Linked DNA regions of Hordeum vulgare: regions 2 and 3 are each linked to region 1. A link is a contact called in public Hi-C data. All regions are on one chromosome and are shown on one strand. The core of a region is the stretch at or near the end of the contact, and the rest is flanking DNA. Distances in the headings are between cores, read along the strand shown. Region 1 holds the start of LOC123448873 (malonyl CoA-acyl carrier protein transacylase). Region 2 holds the start of LOC123446581 (abscisic acid receptor PYL4-like). Region 3 holds the start of LOC123448872 (pentatricopeptide repeat-containing protein At1g62350).

Region 1 (2,700 bases), core at 70-2,569:
GTGGGGGCGAAGTGAAATTCAGAAACCTGACTGATCACTGTTGAGTTCAGCTTTTCTTTTGGTCCATCGATGCAAAGATTCAGCAAGTCGTAGCTACATTCAAAATTAAACAAGCATGAGCATTGTCGTTTTTCCATTTGGAATTGTTATGGACACTTGTTAACATTAAAGCGTAAGTTTGCTAGGGGGAGCAACAGGTAAATCGCATCAGAGGTTTGTAGATACCCAAGTATATCATTTGCCTTATCAAATAGTTCTGCAGCTGCTCGAACATTAAGAGCTTCTTTACCCATTCCAACAGCCTGAGCACCCTGAGAGGAAAACAAAGCATAAACACACATAAATGAGGCAGTACACACGATGCACATGTATTTGAACTCAAATTATGTGTGGCTCATGAAAATTGCCCCACAAGGGAAATGCCTCACTCTAACTAAAATAATCTCCTACAAGAACCTAATACCTAATCTCTCAAGGCCAAAACATGATCCACGTCAACTGAAGCAGTGAAGTGATCTTTTCCCCATTCGTACAACTAGCCAAGTAAAAATGAACACTTCCCATTGCCTAATATGTACTCCCCCGTCCCAAAATAAGTGACTCAACTTTGTACTAACTTTGTTCTAAAGTTAATACAAAGTTGAGTCACTTATTTTGGGACAGAAGGTGTAGTATATACTCCTATATCCCTTCAGATTTGCCATCTTTGCCAGATATTTTACTCAGCATGATAGGAGTGCCAATTTTTATTTCAAAATTTAAACACCTTCGCACGAATAATTGCATAACGATCACCATTCCTGCAACTTAGCTGGCTGTCATAATGCCATGCGTGTACCAGACACATCAGCTAACGAGCGAGAAGAGGCCGCCTCGCCTCGACTTGTACCTGGCCGGGGAAAAGGAACGCGGTGGTGGGTTTGTAGTCGGCGAAGAGCGTGTCGGCGCCTGCTGCCACTGCCGATCCGACAGACACTCTAGTGGAGACCCGAGATCTGAACGGCGCCCTCAGGGTCGTCGCCGGGCTCGGCGCCGACGGCCTGAGCAAGGCGAGCGTGGAAGCCATCGGAGATTCCGAGCGGAGGCGGCGAGGAGAGAGGCGTGGGAAGCGAGGAGGGCGGAGGAGCATGCGAGTGCGGCCGCGCACTTTGTAGCTTGGGTGGATGGCTTGCTGGCGAGTAGCGAGGCGGGGGGAGGCGGAGGCGGAGGCGGAGCTCACGAGGTGAGGAGCGAGAGCGAGAGCGATACGCGAGAGGCTGTGTGGGCCTCTAGCAAAGGCCGCTTGTGTTAGCTGGGGTGGGGGTGACTACTGTGGGCTCGTTTCAACTTTCTCCCTCACAGCTGTGTTTTCCCCTTCGACTCAAAAAAAGCTGTGTTTTCCCCTAAAAAACAAATCAGGGCTGTGTTTGCCCTAAAAAAATCAGAGCCGTCTTTATTTTTTGGAACAAAATTCTACTTTATTTATTAAGCTTCGATCAAAGGTTACATCACATAACAAAAATATGTCGTCTCATTGTAATAGAGGCCGCCTAAGAAAAAAGAAATTAGCCCAGTAAGAAGTTCACCTATCCATTCATTAATACTGCCAAATTTAGTCATCTCTGTCGGTTCATGATCGGTATAATTCTCTTCTTTATGGCAATGCATAAATAAATCTTGCACAAAATCACACGTTAGATGATAGGAGTCGTCGAAGATAGAGGCAACTATCACATACAATCATCCTTCTTCATTCATCGTTGAAATCACCTCAAAATTATCAAAGTTGCTAATTGATATGTTGCACCCAAATGAATGGGCAAGGTACATGCTAAAGAGAAGAACATTGGCTTCGGACAAGGCAACATCGAGGCAACCTTGAATTTGCTTTTACAAGAGATGATAATGTATCCCTTATTATCTCCGAGAGCATCACCAGCCGGCGCACACATGGGATAATTATCAAAGGTAACATCTACATTTAACTTTATTGTACCTTCCGGGGATTGATCCAGCCACATATTTTCTTCTTGGTATTCAGGAAGTGATGGCTTGAAAATTCGCCATTAGAGTTTGGACTCAAGAAACTATCATATTAAGGTTGTCTACATATTCATCACGAGTAAGTTTTCTCCTTCGAGACCTGTTAGGTCATATTTCTCCCTTATTGGTTTTGATGATTGATGACAATGTAATTTGCGGACTAATCGTGTGCACTAGGAGTTTCAGATATTATGTCATGGCATGAGACGGTTTGTATCCTCTCGGTGGTAAAGAGTGAAGACAGTTGTCTCTGTTAATTTCATTCTCGATGGTTTTGAGTCATAGGACAAACATACTATTAAGGGGATCTGCATTGGAAAGGTATGGGTGAAATCATCACATACACAACCTTTTTCGCACCCACATATTCCTTTCCGCTTTCCGGAGCTCCTTGACTGTTTTCTGTGGAGTAGTCAGTTGCTTTGAAGCGGTAGTACCACCCTACGGTAGTACCACCGGGCACCACTGTGCTACTGCCGTTTGGTGAATTCCAAAGTGTGCAACCTTTTGTTGCCAATTTCCTAGATCGCAATAGTTGTCCGATAATAGCACGACGGTACCGTGGAAGCGGTACTACCGCTCTACTACCTCTTTAGGGTTCCCCCCTTTGCATATTTTTGTCTCCATTTCATCTCAAGTGGTAGTAGAGCGGCACTAGAATGGTATTACCGCTTGGCG
Region 2 (2,700 bases), core at 67-2,566, 380 kb after region 1:
TAGGACACACACATATACGGAGTAGAGAGTACCGTACTACCATGGATCGAAAACTCATCAATATTTGCTGTGCTACAGTGTGCGTGCGATTTAACAAGTTCGATCCACCACGATAAGACTGTATTGTTCTTGATTAGCTATGCTCAACAACACAAGGGATCGAGTGAACTTGACAAATGAATGAACATCCGATGTCGATGAATATACTTTGCGTGTACACGAGAACAGATCTATACCACATATATACAGAGAGCAACTCAAACATATAGTGAATTTGAAGTCTATCAATGGTACTTGTCATTCTTGAATGTTTGGACAAGCAGGGAGGAGAGGGGCATGCATGCATCTCACAACAACGAGCGAAAAAAGAAGGAGAAAACGAGATGGTCAAATGTGTGACGAAGAGAACCAAGTGGGGAGAAAAAAATGCTCACGCGCCGAAGAAACACACATCCATCCCACCCCGGGAAAAAAGGATCGATCGCATCCTGGGAGGTGGAGGAGGTCTCACGACACGGCGGCGAGTTTCTCGGCGGTCTTGGCCAGCGACTGGAGATTGCACTTGACGATGGTGTCGATGAACACGCGGGTGTCATCGATCGTGTTACCCGCCGGCACGTCCACGACGTAGGACTCCACGACGACGGTGGCGCTGGACGGCGCGGCCGGGGATGGGTGGACGGTGGTGACAGAGAGGTAGTTCTTGAGCCGGTGCTCGCCGCCGACGACGCGGAAGCTGAGCACGTGGCTCTCGTCGTCCAGGATCTCGAGCCGCTCGCGGCTGGACGCCGCGGGGAGGCCCGACACGACGTGCACCTCGCGGAGCGTGCCCACGCCGCCGTCGCCGGCCACAAGAGCGCAGCTGCGCACGAACCGCTTGTACGCCTGCGGCTGGTCGAACCGCCGCACCACGGACCACACCGCCGCCGCGGGCGCCGCCACGTGCTGCACCACCGCGGAGCAGCACTGGCCGGACCCCGGCTCCGCGTGCTCGTGGTGCCGCGCCACCTCCGCCGGGACCTCGCAGTCGTGCTCCCCGCACCTCATCCCTGCCGTCCCGGCCGCGGCCACGACCGCCTCCGCGCCGCACCCCATGCCGACGCCGACGCCGACGCCTGCTAGGACTCGGTGGTGGTGGTTGTGGTGCTGGATGCTGGGGCTGGACGCCGGGATGCACGGCATGGTGCGTCGAGTCTCGGTGATCTCCCTGGCGCTCGCCGTCCTTTTCTTGCCGTGTGCTGCCGGCCGGTGGAATTTCTTTCGAAGGTAGGGTTGGGGAGGAGGCTGATGGGGGTAGAGGCGTATATATATAATAGACCCAGTGAGGCAGAAGCAACTTGTTCTTTTTTTAGAACGTGAGCCAACTTGCTCAGCTTGCAAAAATGTATATCTCCACTTGTGTTTTCCCAATGCATACTTGCGTCTGCTCTTTGTTTAGTTAACTGATTGATCGTACTCCAAAGGGTTTAAATTCCGGAGCAAATTGGCCAACTTGCATGGAGGAGGTTGTCCTTTGATCTGTTCAATTAATTGGTTTCCTTTTAATTTTGGAGCAAATTGGCCAACTTGCAGGAAGCGACCGGCCCCGGCCTCTTGCTTGTTTCATCTGCTCTCCATTATTACACTTGCTAGTAAAGCGGACTAAACCACACCCACACGAACATGATGGTTAATGATTATTAAATTTCATTATTTCACCATTATACTGAGGCAATACGATCATTCTTACGAGCTAGACCGATGTATCGCAATATTGAGTGTGTCTAACTCTCATTTAGAAGATAAATAACTACATTATGTTTTATTTAACTCCTAAGCCGGCCGGCTGGGTTGCTTGGATACGATGAACTCGAGATTTTTCCTACTTAATGATACGATTGGCCAGGCACAGGCAAAAATCCAAGTCTGCTTCCAGACTCATCTGCTCCCGTTGATAAAAATTATATTAAAATATATATATATATATATATATATATATATATATATATATTTGTGTGGTAGATATTTTGGTGCGTGAGTTTCGTTTTAAATTTAATTTTATTTAGACATCTAAACATATCTCGACAAAAATGACAAATCGGATCAGAACAACTCGTAAACAGTAGATTTTTTTTACAGACCTTGATTTTTTGTTTGTGAGAGCTGCTCAGATGTTTAAATAAGTTAAAATTTAAAGCGTTCTTCACGCATTAAATTATTTATCACATATTTTTTGAAAATTTTCTAGTATTTTTTTTCATGAGCGCAGGTAAATCCGAGAGAAGAAACACCGCTCCGGGGTAGAGGTAAGTACTCCTGATGAATAAAGCAAGTTGGTTGCAATGAGGTTATCCCTCCCCACTATGCTGTGCTGTGCTGCGCTTGCCCTGGATGCCCATTCCTTTCCCTGTCGATCGCCCCTCTTGCCCTATCCCGTTGCTTTCCATCGTCGTGATCGTTCTCCTCTTTACGATTATTATTATTAGGGATCATTAACAGCGGTATAATAATAGTTAAACGCTACATGGGGGCATGCCGCACGCAAGTTGGCACGGCCGTCGACTCGTACTCGTGCCCCGCCCTTTTCTTCAGATGAAAGGACCACGGTATCACTTGTACTTCACATAATAATATACTACTCCTAGCCAGTATATACTCATATCAGCATCAACGTACTTTAATTGTTTTTTAAGTGTGGATCGCTGCACAAGAGAAAAGAGG
Region 3 (2,700 bases), core at 19-2,518, 490 kb after region 1:
CAAAAGGGTGGGAAAGAGAGGGAACTTTGAGATCTCCTCCTCCGGTCTACCAATGCCAACACCGACTCCAACACCCTTCTCCCAGAAGCACCGTCCCCACTCAGCCGTAGGAATTTTACCACCGGGAAAATTTTTCTCAGCAACTCGGACTAAATACAGACTACCTTCGAGCATTGCCACTCTGGCCACCCCCAAGAACACCGTCACCAGAATTAGAGGTCGTGAAGGGATTTTTGAGCCGCTCTATGCACCCAATTCACGCCTCCGCCAAGAACCAACTGGCTGTAGATACCAATTGTCAGGATCCGAACTGTTCTAAGCTAAACAGGGTAGTTGATCTTAGGACAAATCCGAGAAATTGATGTAGGGTTTATATTACTCAAAAGGGAAAAGTAAGGATAGCTCGCCACCGGTGTTTAGGGTTTATACCCAAGTGCATATTACATGATCCAAATTGAAGGAGATCAATGGGGCTTTATAGCCATTACACGCTAAGGTGGAATCAAAAGCAAAGGAGCCCACATGCTCTTGCCCGAAAGTAAACACCGACGGGACGATGATCAGGATCCGTTAGATGACACATCAACGACACAGAGACGACTCGAGTGGCGAACCCTTATGGACGCGTGTGAGCCACTGGATGGCAGTTCGACGGTGCAGATGCATACTGGCACGTAGGAACAGGGGAAGGTTATCTCTGTAGCCCGATCTCATCTAGGGATGGCAATGAGTACCCATTATCCACGTACCTTGTGGGTAAAAGCTCTATTAGGGTAAGGACATGGGACAAAAACTTACCCATGAGTATATAAACAAGAAAATCTGAAACCCATCGGGTAGAGCGAGTACGGGTATGGGATCATGTAACCCATACCCATATATCCATGTACCCATATAAAATCTATGTAAACTCAAAATTATCTCTACAATCTACACTATGCCAATAATTTATGAATTTAAAGTGTATGTCTATGTGTTGTTGTTTATGACTATATGATGTTGTTTTACAATTATGTGTTGTAGTTATAATCTATCTTTGTAAACTATATGATACAATGCATTTTATAACTATAAGTTGTTTAAATTGATGTTTTGCAAATATGAGTAATTTTATCCGCGGGTACCCGTCTACCCTACCAGGTAACGAGTATGGAGAAAAAATATACCCGTTCACGGGTATGAATAAGGGTAATGGACAATATCATATGGGGCAGGTAAGGATATGGAGATGCTCCACTCGTACCCATACCTAGGGGTGCCATCCCTAATCTCACCGGCTCGCTGACGCCGTCGCCGCCTGCCTCGCTGGCAGACGCCCAACATCCGTCCCTACCCGGTGCCACCTCGCCTGCAGCCCAGTCCGCACTCGGCACGCCTCACTACTCTGTCTCGCAGCTCCCACCCAAATGCTTTCCCGTCTCCTCCCACGCGGCCACCACCGTCGCCTCCTCCAAACCCTACAACCGGCAGCCGCCGCCGCGGGTGAACTCCACCAGAGGTTGTGCTCTACCGCGGCGGCATCGAGCCCAAGCCTTTCGATATGGCGGCGGAAGAAGGAGATGGGGAAGGAAGGCCTTATGGCGGTCGCGCAGCTCAAGCGGCTCGCTGCGCTACCCCCTGCCGGAGGCCACCAGAGGCTGGTGGAGTACATGAAATTGCATGTGTCTCGACTCCTCCGTACGGACCTCCTCGCTGTCCTCGCTGAACTGCTTCGCCAGGACCACGTCCTCCTCTCCATGAAGGTACCGCTTCCACCCCCGATAAGTCTGCTCGCGTTTCTGTTTCTTTTGCGAATACATCTAGCTTGTTATTGCCTTTTCTCTAGTACTCTCGCCCTAATTGAGAGTTAAACTAATAATTATGCTGCTGTTTGAGGCAAATGGGTCTTATATGGGGTTGCAGTGGTGTTGAACTGTTGATTGTCAAGTTATGTGCATATGGATGTAGGAAATTAGTGGTTCAGATATGTTATCAACACCGAAATGGCTTCCACTCTACAGTTCTTCGGTTGCATGATTGGGGACTAGAGGATCCAACTCTTTAATTGCACCTAAGAAACCTGTGACTTTTTAATCACAGGCCATGATTCATAAAGCTGTTGTATGCAGAAATATATCATGCATATGTTTTATGTACTGGTTAGGACTGATCGATGAACTGGTTAGGTGCATAAACTTGCAACCAAGAGGTTCAGAGTTCAAAACTGGCTGGTGTGTGGCCCACCTTTCCTCATCAGCTTGAGCTTTTGGGTGGGGCAACTAAATTGCAGCCCACTTTCGGTCCATGTTTAGGCCTGAGGGAGCCACACGTGAGGGGGAGTGTTGACGTATAAATGCATAGCCCACCTTTCCTCATGAGCTTGAGCTTTTGGGTGAACTGGCTGGTGCGTGCTGTTCTACATCGTCTATGGTAACACAATACCAAGACTTTGCGAGTTGTCGAGAGCACTTGCGTGCATTCCGATCCTCATGGCGAGATACAGGAGCATCCACGATCAATGTGTGTCATAACAAGGCTGCATGCTCCGCCAGAAGGGGCAAAAATTGGAGCAATGCAAGCCGAGAGAGCGCCGACGAACACAAACATTGATTGGGAGCTTTGCCACAGGAAATCAGAACAATTAGCAAGCTGCAAAGGCACCTTGCGCCACCTTTGAGCAAAGATGAACCGAGACTACACCAAGCGCACGAAGCTCGCTGC

Evidence for each region. Hi-C and Micro-C count contacts between places; a contact is called where the count stands out from the background.
Region 2: a contact with region 1 is called in a Hi-C map of leaf, with 3 times the contacts expected there. The contact joins the promoter of LOC123446581 here to the promoter of LOC123448873 in region 1. A contact is called at or near these places in 3 of 6 Hi-C or Micro-C datasets (all in leaf) and 1 of 1 datasets of contacts at active chromatin or transcription factors (embryo).
Region 3: a contact with region 1 is called in a Hi-C map of seedling, with 3 times the contacts expected there. The contact joins the promoter of LOC123448872 here to the promoter of LOC123448873 in region 1. A contact is called at or near these places in 3 of 6 Hi-C or Micro-C datasets (leaf and seedling) and 1 of 1 datasets of contacts at active chromatin or transcription factors (embryo).

Annotation. Positions count from the first base shown.
Region 1 is chr4H:443,354,357-443,357,056 of MorexV3_pseudomolecules_assembly, reverse strand. It overlaps LOC123448873 (malonyl CoA-acyl carrier protein transacylase), which reads right to left and starts at 1,319. Exons shown (of 10, transcript XM_045125904.1): 1 at 890-1,319; 2 at 226-311; 3 at 27-93. The coding sequence starts at 1,129.
Region 2 is chr4H:442,971,462-442,974,161 of MorexV3_pseudomolecules_assembly, reverse strand. LOC123446581 (abscisic acid receptor PYL4-like) reads right to left here and starts at 1,316. Exons shown (of 1, transcript XM_045123158.1): 1 at 178-1,316. The coding sequence starts at 1,182. The coding sequence ends at 508.
Region 3 is chr4H:442,860,008-442,862,707 of MorexV3_pseudomolecules_assembly, reverse strand. It overlaps LOC123448872 (pentatricopeptide repeat-containing protein At1g62350), which reads left to right and starts at 1,268. Exons shown (of 2, transcript XM_045125902.1): 1 at 1,268-1,742. The coding sequence starts at 1,407.